Linked DNA regions of Mus musculus: region 2 is linked to region 1. A link is a contact called in public HiChIP or PLAC-seq data. All regions are on one chromosome and are shown on one strand. The core of a region is the stretch at or near the end of the contact, and the rest is flanking DNA. Distances in the headings are between cores, read along the strand shown. Region 1 has its middle 18 kb from the start of Gm23002. Region 2 has its middle 47 kb from the start of Gm43868.

Region 1 (6,006 bases), core at 2,129-4,628:
GGTGCGAATTGGGGTGCAAGTCTCAGGGGACCTGGTGCAAGAGAGGGCAGAGCTTTTGCTTGTGCTGGTGTCTTCTCCTGGGTTCATCCATACGATGAGCTTTCTCCTGCACCCTTAAATGAACCTGTAAACTTTTTTACAGTTTAAATGTAGAGGCAGCAGCCCAGGATCTCTGAGACCCTCATCAGGGTAAACAATTGGAGACCTCAGTTTGCTGCCTCACTCTTGGGTCTTCCACTGGCTGTTAGCTTAGGCACACTGTGGGTCAAGTGCTACAAGCTTGGCTTGACCTGCTCAAGCTGGCCCCATAAGTGTTGGCCGAACAAGCATCCTACTGGTTCCGTGGCTTCTGCTTTTAGGATTACACCCAATTCTTAGCCAGACTCTTAGCTTCCTGAAGCTAAGGGGTAGTGGGTACCCAGTCCCAAATCCAGAGTTAAACTGAGGAAGGACCTAGATGGGGACCAGCAATAAAACTTCCTACCCACGAGCATCAAGGGAAGAGAGGACTGATTCATACATCCATGCAGGCCATGCTTCCTCAAAGATGAGGCCAACAGCCAGCCAAGTAGTGACATTGTTGGTGCCATGCTGCTACCAGTCAATCAGCAATGGCACCACTGGAGCTCTGCTGCCAACGTAGGGGAGAGAATTCACAATAGCTGCTAAATATAGCCACAGTCTGCTCTTAAAGACCGCCTAGTTCCTAAACACTCCTGTTTCTGAATTCCACAGGCTCTGTTGTACTCCGCTGCTGATTTGAGTCACCCTTCCTTTTTAACGGTTCTGGTGCAGCAGTCACAGGAAGCAACACTTGCTCAATAGAATGACAACTCTGTAAAGGCAGGTGCCTAGGAAGTACTGGATTTCCTGTTCATCTTCTTTTCTTAAGTGGAGTCCCTGGCTCATCAGAGGTGCCCAGAAAACAACTCCTGAGTGTTCGTTGGACCTCTGACCTGTGCTGGGGCTGAGGCAGTGGGTAAGGCCACAGAGTTCTGTGATCTTAGGTGAGGAGCAGTCATCAGAAGGAAGAGCCTTGTTCCCAGGAGAACATCTACATAGTGCCTGGGCACAGAGACCAACCTCAGCCTTTCAGAATGTTCAGAGTGACTTTTGGGGTCTCCAGACCCTACATCCTTTTCACCTGAAATGCTCTGCTACCATCTTGCCCATCTCTGCCTGTAACAAACCTTCAGGGTCTTACCCTGTCGGCAATATAGAGGACTGGGTGAGGACACAAGAAACAAACCGACTAAGTGAGCTGGCTGGAAAAGACCTTGTCATTGGCAGATAGAATCAGAGCCCATAAGGTCTTCTGACAGCTTAAAATGAAGATCAAATATGAAAACAAAGCAAAACAAAACAAAACAAAACAAAACAAGACATCCCCCAGCAACTCAACTCCATTCACCTTTCTGGGACTGTTTCTTCTTCAAGGTGGGCAGAGTGTTCCAGAACAGTGGCTCTCTACTCTGTGTTTTGAGGAAACATAGAGACCCATTCTTTGGCCTTAGAGAGACTGATTTAATTGGTCTGTGCTTAGTCTTGGAGATAGTGTTTTTTGAAAGCCCCCTCTCCCCCGGAATGATTCTCTATGGTTGAGAACCACTAAGCTAAGTTGATAGTTGAATCATTTTCCCTTGAAAGTTCTGTGGGTTCTGCATGCTCTGTCTACCTGTTGCAGTAAATCTCTTCCCAGATATGCCCCAGCAAAGAAAACACAACACAGTTAATATGAACACATGCTGTGCACCTAGATTGGGCAGATCTACCGCTACACTACCACCTTCCACATCTGAGTCCCCTTAGAACTTGCGGTTTCTCCAGGCCATGTGCTTCTGCTCTGCTCTTCTTTGTCTTCCTCTTCCTCTGCATCCTCTCCCTCTTCCATTTTCTCCTTCTTCTCTCTCTCTACCTTCTGCTCCACCTTCCCTCTTATCTGTCCAATCATCAGCTCTCCTTTATTTTACAAATTAAGGTGGGAAGCAGGTTTACAGGAAATCACCTGAGTGTTGACCCATTCCTTGTTCGCAACCACTCACAAGAGAACGGAATTAACAACAAATATAATTAGCCCCAGGGCTCTCCACAACAGAAACCTAACTTGAGGCACCCATTTACTGAGCTCAGAGGCTAGGTCCAGTTCTTTAGAAGCAATGCATCTTAGTTAAATCGTCACAACTCTGTAAGATATCAAGGCTATGCTGGGCACGCCTTTAATTCCAGCACTTGAGGCAGAGGCAGGCGAGTCTCTGAGTTGGAGGCCAGATTGTTCTGCAGAGTGAGTTCTAAGACAGCCAGGGCTCAACAGAGAAACAGTGTCTCCAAAGACAAAAAAGGAAAAAGATACCAAGGGCGTGCTGCCATTAAGGGATGAGGAAGCCGAAGCTTGCTGACATGGTCTATTCTGGTCATTGTCACACAGCTATTGGTGGGAGATCTAAGATTTGAACCCGTATCTGTCATACTTCAAAGCCTAGCATGTTCTTTCCAAATTGGAGACCAACACCAGTAGTCATTTGGGTAGTTTCTTGGACAATGTATACTTTGAGACCCTTAAGCACCTAACCACATAAAGTCCTACTCCCCTTTTCAAATTGCTTTGGTTACAAACCATTTCCTGCATCAGGCACTACTGTGTTGCAACAAAAATTCGGCACTTGGCCAAATTCGTGTCAGGCTCTTCCAGGTCTCCTTCTCATCTAGGACGCTTGGATTTCTCTTTCTGTAACACAGTTTCCTCAAGAACCCCATCAAGTGAGCTTAGTGAGAATCCCTGCCCCTTAGCATCTGCTTGTGTCTTAGGCCTCGCCCTGGCCCACATTCAGCAACAAGCTGGTGATGTCGGGCTAGCCTGGGTCCACTGTGATGTCAGGCTAGCCAGGGTCCACTGTGAAGTCCGGCAAGCCCGGGTCCATTATTACCACTTCCTCCTGGTAACTTTCCAACTGCTGATCACTCACATTTGCTTGTTGGCTATACACTTCCACTTGTTTAAACTCTGCTTTTAAGATGTCCTCCAGGGTTCTCGGGTGTCTCATTACCTACTGTAATAGTCCTCAAATAATATCTGTTGTTTTGTGCTGGCTACTCTTCGACTTTGGTTTTCTTTGACATTCGTAGATTCAGAGAACATTTGCTAGCCTGAGTGTTTGGGGTAGGGTTGGGTCAGCTAAGAGACTGAAAGGATATCACTAGCAGGTGAAGACTCATAAAGCCTGTAGGTCAGTTTTATGTCAACTTGACACAAGCAAGCGTAATTTTAGAAGAGGGAATCTTGGTTGAGAAAATGTATCCACACAGTTAGCCTGTGGCTAAGCCTGTGATGCATTTTCTTAGTTGCTGATTGATGTGGGAGGGCTTGTCTCACTGTGAGTGATGCCACCCCTAGTGGGGGCGGTCCTCAGTGGAATAAGGAAGCAGGATAAACAAGTTATGAAAAGTAAGCCAGTAAGCAGCAGTCCTTCAAAGTTCCTGACACCAGGTTCTTGCTCTGACGTTCTAGGATGGTGATGGACTACAAGCTGTAAGATTAAAGAGATCCTTTCCTCCCTAAGTGGCTTTTAGTGATAGTGTTTCATCACAATAATAGAAATCCTAATGAAGACAAAGGGCTTACAGGTCATGACTGCAGAGGCAGAGATACAGGATGCTGTCATAGGCATTCAGGTTGTGTTTGTTGGCATGAAGAGAGTGGGATTCTGAAACAGAAGTTTGGAGATTCCAAAGACTGAAGGTCAGCTCTCCTCGAGGCAAGGAACCTGGTTTAATTTAATTGTAGACATAAAGTCAGTGCTGAAGAACTGGCCCATTTCCTGTATTGTCTTGACTGTTGCTATGGGATGACTTGGGTCCTCTGGGCTGGGGAAAAAGCCGTGGGGATGCTCCCAATGGTCCAACTCTGCTGCTCAGTAGCTTCCCAAGAATGTGGGCTTTCACCATGAGTTGATGCTTGAAGGCAAATAGAGTACACAGCCTCCCAACCCAGCTTGTCACATGCTTCATGCCCCCTCAGAGGGTTGCTAACTAAGAGCACAGACATGGGGCTTGAGTGGCAGAGCTTGAAGTACTAGACAGGTGGTCAGAGCTCAGCTCTTTGATGCTATTTGATTGGTTTGTAACCGAACAACAGAGCAAGGACAGCGCGCCGGGAAGAGAGATGACACTGTGTGGGGAGGATCATAAGCTACACATAGTGCTTGCTCTCTGATTGGGGAAGATGGGTCACATGATCAACTAAAGACAAAGGTGGACAAAGGCAAGGAGAGCGATAAAGGAAGACAGCAGAGCAAGGAGTCCCAAGGAGACATTCTTGGCACACTTCAAGGAAGGAGGGATGTTTTCTAAAGAAGCCATCTCTGAGAAACGGAGCTACCTGGGTAGATTGGAAATCAAGTCAATTAAAACGAGGCTGTTATTCAGGTGAGGCAGGCATGTGGACACCTAGATATGAGGTGAGACATGTGAGGTTTGGTAGAAAAGAGTAATGTCAAGAGTATGGGGCACTTAGACAGACGTAGTGACACTCTAATTAATGCTCTATGGCATTCCTTCTGCCACAGTAATAGAATTCTGCTTCCATTTGCTGAATCCACTCCTCCACACGTCAAAGTATCCATTTTGTCTCCTTTGACAATAATTAGTTTAGGCAAAAGCATTTTGGTGCAGTTATTGTCAGAGCTCTAAAAGGAAGTGTTCTAGATGTTTCTGGAAGTCTTCCTTCTTGTCAAAAGGAAGCAGACGTGGAGAGTGAACGTGTCCCCTCCTTCTTCTGGACATTGTTGTGTCTGAGCATTATCAATGATGGGGTCTGTCATCTTGCTGCCAGAAGCATGGGAGCAAAGCTTCAGACTAGACATGGCTGCTGGGCTCAACACCTGCCTCCTCCCCGACCTCCCTGAGCAGATGAACTTGTTCTATCTGTACATGGTGCGTGTGAAGACAGGACAACATAGCCAGTTTTTCTCTGCCCTCTGAAAGCATTAAACGTACAACCTATTTTGGTGTGTGACCTACAGCCTATTATTAGGACTTCAACTTTCTAGTTAAGAGTTCTTGCCTTAGCAAATGGAGTAATATGCTCCAACTACTTAGGAGGCAGAGTGAAGCAGATCTCTGAGTTCAAGGCCAGCTTGGTCTACTTAGTGAACTCCAAGCCAGACAAGGCTACCTAGTGAGACCCTGTCTCAAAACAACCACCACCACCACAACAGCAGCAATAAAACCTATCAAAATTAGGATTACTATTGCTTTGATGAAACCAATTTACTCTGATGATCAAAAATCAAGTTAGGGAGGAAAGGGTTTATTTGGCTTGTACTTCCACATTGCAGTCAACTGCAGAAGGAAGTCAAGACAGGAACTCAAGCAGGACAGGAACTCTAGCAGGATAGGGTCCTGGAGGCAGAAACTGATGCAGAAGCCATGGAGGAGTGCTGCTTCCTGGCTTGCTCTTTATGGCTTGCTCAGCCTGCTGTCTTACAGAACCCAGGACCACCAGCCCAGGGGTGGCACCACCCACAATGGGCTAGGCCCTGTCCCATCAATCACTAATTAAGAAAATGCCCTCTAGCTGGATCTTCTGGAGGCATTTTCTCCATTGAGGTTCTCTCCTTTCAGATAACTCTGACTTGTGTTAGTTAGTTAGTTAGTTAGTTAGTTAGTTAGTTAGTTAGTGTGTTAGTTAGTTAGTTAGTGTGTTAGTTAGTTGGCATGAAAATAGCCAGCACAGATTTCAATGTCGCTTTTAAATAGGGGCTTCTATCTATGTCATGCTGATATCAGTATGCCTGAGACAAAGGCATTTGAGTGAAGACATTCAGTGGGGAGCCAACAACTGTGGCTCTCCTGAAAATGTTCATCCCTCTGAAAGAAACTGGTGGGTGCTAGAGGGATGAGTGACTACTTTTCTCACCCTGGGCCCCAGGCAGTCAATCCAGAGCCTCTGTTTCACATGAGTCCTTTTTCTCCCCAAGACCATTGAGGGTATGCCCAGAAGTATTGGCT
Region 2 (6,000 bases), core at 183-2,682, 430 kb before region 1:
CCTCAGGTCTTGCCTTTCCCTATTACCTAAAGCTTCCCCCTAGGGCTCCACATCTTGAAGTTCTACCTCCTCCTAGCAACACCTAGCAACACCTTGGCCCAGGAACCAACTGTTTAACACATGAGCCTTTGAAGGACATTTAAGATTCAAACGCAGCACATTTACAGTTCCCTAACTGTGAGAACAACCTCTCTCTCCTGCAGTGGTCATACGGCTTTAGTAAATGCATGTTTATCAAGTGTAATTCGCATTACACGTGTTAGTGTGGACTTTTCAAGTCGGCAGAGTCTTAGGCGCTGACGCAGTGAGTGCTGTACTCTTCTGGTTCCTCCTCCACTCACGTGGTTCCTTGGGGGAGGGGCTAAATGAAGTCATAAGAATAAATTATTCTGGACAAGGTTAATCATGTAATCAGCAGCATTCAGTATCGTTTAAGTTACTCAGGATGGGTGAGTTCTTAAGACCTATACAACATCACGCCGGAGTCAGTGCCGCCCTGCCTGAATATAGGAAAGTCTCATGCTGTGTGCTTACTACTAAAAACAAGCATGACGCACTCCTTTAATCCCAGCACTTAGGAGACAGAGGCAGGAGGATCTCTATGAGTTCGAGGTCAGCCTAGTCTACAGAGTAAATTCCAGGACAGCCAGAAACCCTGCCTTGAAAAACTAAAATGAACAAACAAACAAACAAACAAACAGCTAGGCATAATGGTGCATGACTTTAATCCCAGCACGCGGGAGGCTGAGGTCAGAGGACCTCTTGTGAGTTTGAGGACAGCCTAGCCTTTATACCCAGCCAGAGATATAAAGTGAGCCCCTGTCTCAAAATAACAACAAGAATATCCATCCAAACCCTAAGTAAACAAAAGTTAAGGGAAAATAAGTAACTTAACAGCATTTCCAGAACAAAGGATCGCCACTTATTCTTTGCATTCTTCACAACTCATTGCCATTTTGAAACAGCGTGGTTAAGAGAATGTGTGTGGGTAAAGGAGTTAACAATTGCAGGCATTATCATCATCGCTAGCTTCCGATGTCCTTGTAAGTTCTGAAATTCAGAGACTAGAAGCGGCTTCCTTGGGTTACAATGATCTGGTCAGAGCAGCCACCAGTAATGTTCTCAGAGTGCCTCACCAGGTGGCGCTCTTTTACCGGGATAGGTTCTGACCAACTCCCTCCTCCCACTTCCCAGCATGCAGTAGCCTCTTCCCCACCAGTTCAGCCCAGCCTTGTAGAGCTAGCTGGGATATTGTGTCTAAGCCTTGTTTCAGACAGGGAGAAATAAAATTTTGAGAAAGTATGTCTCTGGGCTCAGAGACCCTACGTCACCAGGTGGAGTCCGGGTTTATTCAATTCTGAGCCTCATCTGCCTCCCAGTGCTTCTCTTATTCGGCTCTCTGCAGACGCTTCTAGATCTTGCCTTGCAGGCTTCCCTCACAGTGGATCCTGGTGGGCAGAGCTAGTGCTCCTCTCCTAGGCATTTGTCACTTTCTGCTATTACGGGTGGAGAAGGTATTTGGGAACAAGAAAGGGAACAGGCTCTTTTTATTTCTTCCCCTTCCGGAGGCATTCAGGGGCAGTGTATGTGCAGCTAGGGGAAGGGACCTGGAACCAAACCGTCTTTGTCATGACTCTTCCCCTTTTCACAGCAGGATAACAGGCTGTGAGTAAACTTGTGTCTCATTATTCCATCCATAAAGTTGGGGCAGTAAAATATCCCATGGGAGCCGCCATAGACGAAGCACTCACTGCAGTCGGGTGCTTATGGTGAGCATCATGGTTCACCAGCATCCTACCTGGACAGAAAAACTTCTGGGAGGATGCCGGGCTGCCCATACTGGCCCTCACCTGTGTCTTCCTGCTACAGCATCCTTTTATGACACCTGTCACATATTTCAGTGATGCTGTGTGTTAAGTCTAGGCTCTCATACTCGCAATGGACCTGCAGCCCAACCCAGGGAAGTGGGTACTTAGCATGTTCCCATCACATGGAGGAGGCTCAGATATGACAAAGTCATCTCTCCAGGTCACTGCCTAGCGACAGGAGGGTGCCTCACAGTCAGGCCTGTCTGATTAAGCTGTAAGATTCAAGCTGTTTACTTCTGCATTCTACTGCTCTTTTGAAACTGGCAATAACAGTAAGCAGGACCCCTCACAGTGTGGGCATCATCCGGACTGCCGAACCCACATCCCAGGACCACCCATCTGTAGAGTGATGGTTCTTAACCCTTTAAAATAATCTATCTATCTATCTATCTATCTATCTATCTATCTATCTATCTATTAGCAGGATTTTCATCCTAGCACTGGGTAGGCTGAAACTCTATTTAGACCAGGCTGGCATTGAGCTCACAGAAATCCATTTGCCTCTTCTTCCTTAGTGCTGGGATTAAAGGCAGGTGCTACCACACTAGGCTAGATTTATTTCTGTTGTTTTTATGACATGCATGTGTCTGTGTGGATATATGTCCCCTGTGTTGGGGTGCTTGAGGAAGGCGGAGAGGGTGTTGGGTCCCCTTGGGGCTGGAGTTTTGTGTGCTGGGAGCCTGGTGAGGGTGTTGTTAAGCAAACTTTGAACCTCTGGAAGAGCAGCAGGTGCTCTTAACCTGGGGGACAAAGATGTAGAGGTCACTCATGTTTTTCTGCCCCTCTCCCCAAGGTCCTTTGGGTGACAAATACAAGGATTCTTAGATTATATTTAGCCCCACAACCTTCAAGGGTCACCTGCCCCCATCTCGTTTTTTTTTTTTTTTTTTTTGTGCAGCCTCAGGCTAGCTCTTTGGGCAGCCAGGCAGCCTGCATCCCAGGCACGTGAGGTCCTTTGAGCCATCCAAGATGTAACACAAGCACTCTGTGACTCAGACCAGACTCTCTGGGATTTTTCCTTTCTGGGCATGTGACAGTCTGTGCAGTATCAACAGCTTTTAGCAAGGAAAGAAACAGACACCACATTACTGTCACAAAATCATAGATGGCAGGCAGGCTCAGAAGGACCATGCATAGAAAATCAATAGTGGGCCCTGTTGAGGGCAGAAGGAAGGAAGGAAGGTCTGTCTGTCTGTCTCTGGCATGTGATGGTCTTCTAAACAAAAATTCTCAATCTCATCTATGTCAAGGTAATGGCTTGTTGAAAGGAACTGTCCTGTGTATTGTCTGGTGTGAGTATCATCATTGTCTGCCACCCACAAGATAGTAAAACATTCCCCGAGTAGGGCAATAGCCAAATGTCTCTAGATGTTTCCGATGTGGTAGGAGATAGAACTGCTTCCTCACCGCTCTCTTATTGAGAATCACTATTGTAAAAGCAACCATTTCTTCATTCCCTTCCTGAAATATGTATTAACATTTTTCTGAGTGCTGGAGAGATGGCTGACAGTTAGTAGCGTACAATGCTCTTGCAGAGGACCTGAGTTTGTTGGCCAGCACTCATACTGGGCATCTCACAGCTCATAGCTAACTCTAGCTCCAGGGGATTCAACAATCTCTTCTGGATTCCACAGTTACCTGCACCCATGCTTGCACATACCTGCACACAAATGCACACATTTATATACAATTAAAATAAACCTCTTTTAAAAAGACATTTGTGTGCCTTGGTGTCCTAGTTAGGGTTTCTATTGCTGCGATACTGGTGTGATACTGGTGTGATACTGGCCCCTTCTTAGGCACTGCTGACTTCTCTGCTCCAGCTAACTGGCATCAACTGTCCCAGTTAAGCCAAAGTTTCACCTTAGTGGTTCTGGGTCTCTTGTTAATCACAGCTGATTCTTTGGCCACAGCTGACTAGAGCCACCGATTCTAAATTCTGAACATCAAATGGCCCTGAAAGAGTCTTTGCGTCCCTCTGAAACTGAAACTTCACCAGCCAGGCTTCCATCCCCTGCACTGCTCTGAGGCTCATCTTCCAAGTTCTCACAACAGCTCATCAACCTTTGAATGCTCAATGGCTTTCCTAGCTCAAATATACAATATCCTTCCACGGTCCTTCCCCAAACAACTTGGTGAGGTCTGTTACAGCAATACCCTGCTTCCTGGTACCAATTTCTTTGTTAGGGTTCCCTTTGCTGTGATAAAACACCATAATCAAGCAATCTGGAGAGGAAAGGGTTTATTTTGCTTACACTTCCATATTATAATTCTTCATCTTAAGAGAGTCAGGGTAGGAACTCAGACAGGAGGAACCAGGAGGCAGGAACTAATGCAGAGGCCATGAAGGAGTGCTGTTTACCGATCCTCTCTTCATGGCTTGCTCAGTGTGCTTTCTTAGAGCATCCAAGACCACTAGCCCATGAGTGACACCACCTACAAGGGCTGACCCTCCCATACTAGTCACTAGTTAAGAGAATGTGTATGGGCTTGCCTACAGCCCAGTCTTACGGAGACATTTTCACAGTGGAGGCTCCCACCTCTCAGATGACTCAAGCTTCAGTCGAGCCGATATAAATTTAGCCAGCATACGTGCTTTGCTGGCTTGTGAACCAGGCATTCACTCATTCTTCAGAATTCAGCTAGGGAGGCAGGGGTCATACAGGTAGCAGAAGAGAAAACCCTCAACAAAGACAAAAGCTAGGTACTCAGAAAATCACAGGGGCAAATACTCTAATGACTGGGGAGATAAAAAAAAAAAAAAAGCTTTCCCAAGAGTATACATGGCAGATGTGGTGAAGGAAGGACACTCCAGGCAGAAGGGACATGTACCAGGAAAGTGTGGAGTGTGACATGATAGGGACAAATGTATTTTAGAATGGCTGCACCCACAGAGCATGCACTAGGAGTGACTAGGAGGTAAGCAGGGCCAGGCAATGATGGTGGGACGATGGCTAACACTCATTGAATGCTTTGTACAAGTCAGGTTCTGCCTCAATGCAGTAGAAACACACACACTAAGTGGGGAGATAGCGTGTCCAGGGTACATAGTGCATGCTGATTTCTTGTAAGCCTCATTAAGAAACGTGGTCTAAGAGCCAAGGAAGTGGAAGGCTAGCGTCAGCATACCGAGGCACTCACACTGGGTGGAACAGTGCCACTGCGTTTACCCCAGCATTCTGTGGTGTCTGGAGCTCAGCTGGGTGAGGCCTTTCTTGGTTTAGTTTGCAGTCTCAAGGTGGCAATGGCATGGTTGGGGTGGGATGTCTGGCACCTGCATGAGACTCTGTCCATCATTCCAGATCTGCCCCTGTAACTACTTTCTCAGCTTGTTCTTCCTGGTGTCTTACAAGCTGCCAGGTCTTCTTGATGCCTAGACTCCCAAGACCTCAGACCTCATCTCCTATGTATTGTGTTGGTCAAAGTACTCATGGGTAGAGTACTCATTTATGGAGTGAGGAATTAGGTTGGACTTCTGATGGAGGGAGAGGCATGCATACTGAGAGGGCAGAGTGGTTTGAGGGCATCTTTGAATACTAGCTAGCAGTTAAAACTTTTATTCCAGAAGGAGGCCATGGCAGCCTTGTGGAAGATGGATTGAAGTGAATGATTAGAGACATTGTTCTCGTTCACTTTCTGTTGCTGTGATAGAACACTGACCAAAAGCAACCTGGCGACACAAGGCTTGATCCATCATTGAGAGAAGCCAGGACAAAAACTCAGGGCAGGAACCCAGAGGCAGGAACTGAAGCAGAGGCCATGGAGGAACACTACTAATTGGTTTGCTTCCCCTGGCTTGCTTTCTTATACAACTGAGGACCACCTGCTCAGCAGTGACATTGCCCAAGGTAGGCTGAGCCTCCCAACATCAATCAATAACAAAACAAAGCCCCACAGTCATACCCACAGGCAAAGGGAGGCAATTCTCAATTAGGTTTCTTCTTCCCAGATGTGTCAAGTTGACAACCAAAATTAGCCATAGAAGCTATGGAGATTAATTAGGAATCGCTGTAATAAACTTGGATAATTTCAGTTGAGTTGGTCATGAACTTTCCTTTGGTTCTGTCATTATAAGAAGACCAGTGTAACTGGAGTTTAACATGAAGACAACACACACACACACACACACACA

What was found. HiChIP or PLAC-seq counts read pairs in DNA pulled down with a chosen protein or histone mark.
Region 2: an H3K27ac HiChIP or PLAC-seq map of acute myeloid leukemia shows a contact between it and region 1, with 5 times the contacts expected there. The contact joins two enhancer-like sites. A contact is called at or near these places in 4 of 484 Hi-C or Micro-C datasets (all in embryonic stem cells), 1 of 115 datasets of contacts at active chromatin or transcription factors (acute myeloid leukemia) and 1 of 9 other capture datasets (embryonic stem cells).

Annotation. Positions count from the first base shown.
Region 1 is chr6:112,572,138-112,578,143 of GRCm38.p6, reverse strand. No RefSeq gene overlaps it. Among named protein-coding and RNA genes, the nearest start is that of Gm23002, 18 kb to the left of the region's middle. Within about 2 kb of position 3,378, at least 24 of the 459 cell types and tissues checked have an H3K27ac peak or open chromatin away from gene starts, as enhancers often do. A contact at or near this core is called in acute myeloid leukemia, where this site is marked.
Region 2 is chr6:112,996,258-113,002,257 of GRCm38.p6, reverse strand. No RefSeq gene overlaps it. Among named protein-coding and RNA genes, the nearest start is that of Gm43868, 47 kb to the left of the region's middle. Within about 2 kb of position 1,432, at least 70 of the 459 cell types and tissues checked have an H3K27ac peak or open chromatin away from gene starts, as enhancers often do. A contact at or near this core is called in acute myeloid leukemia, where this site is marked.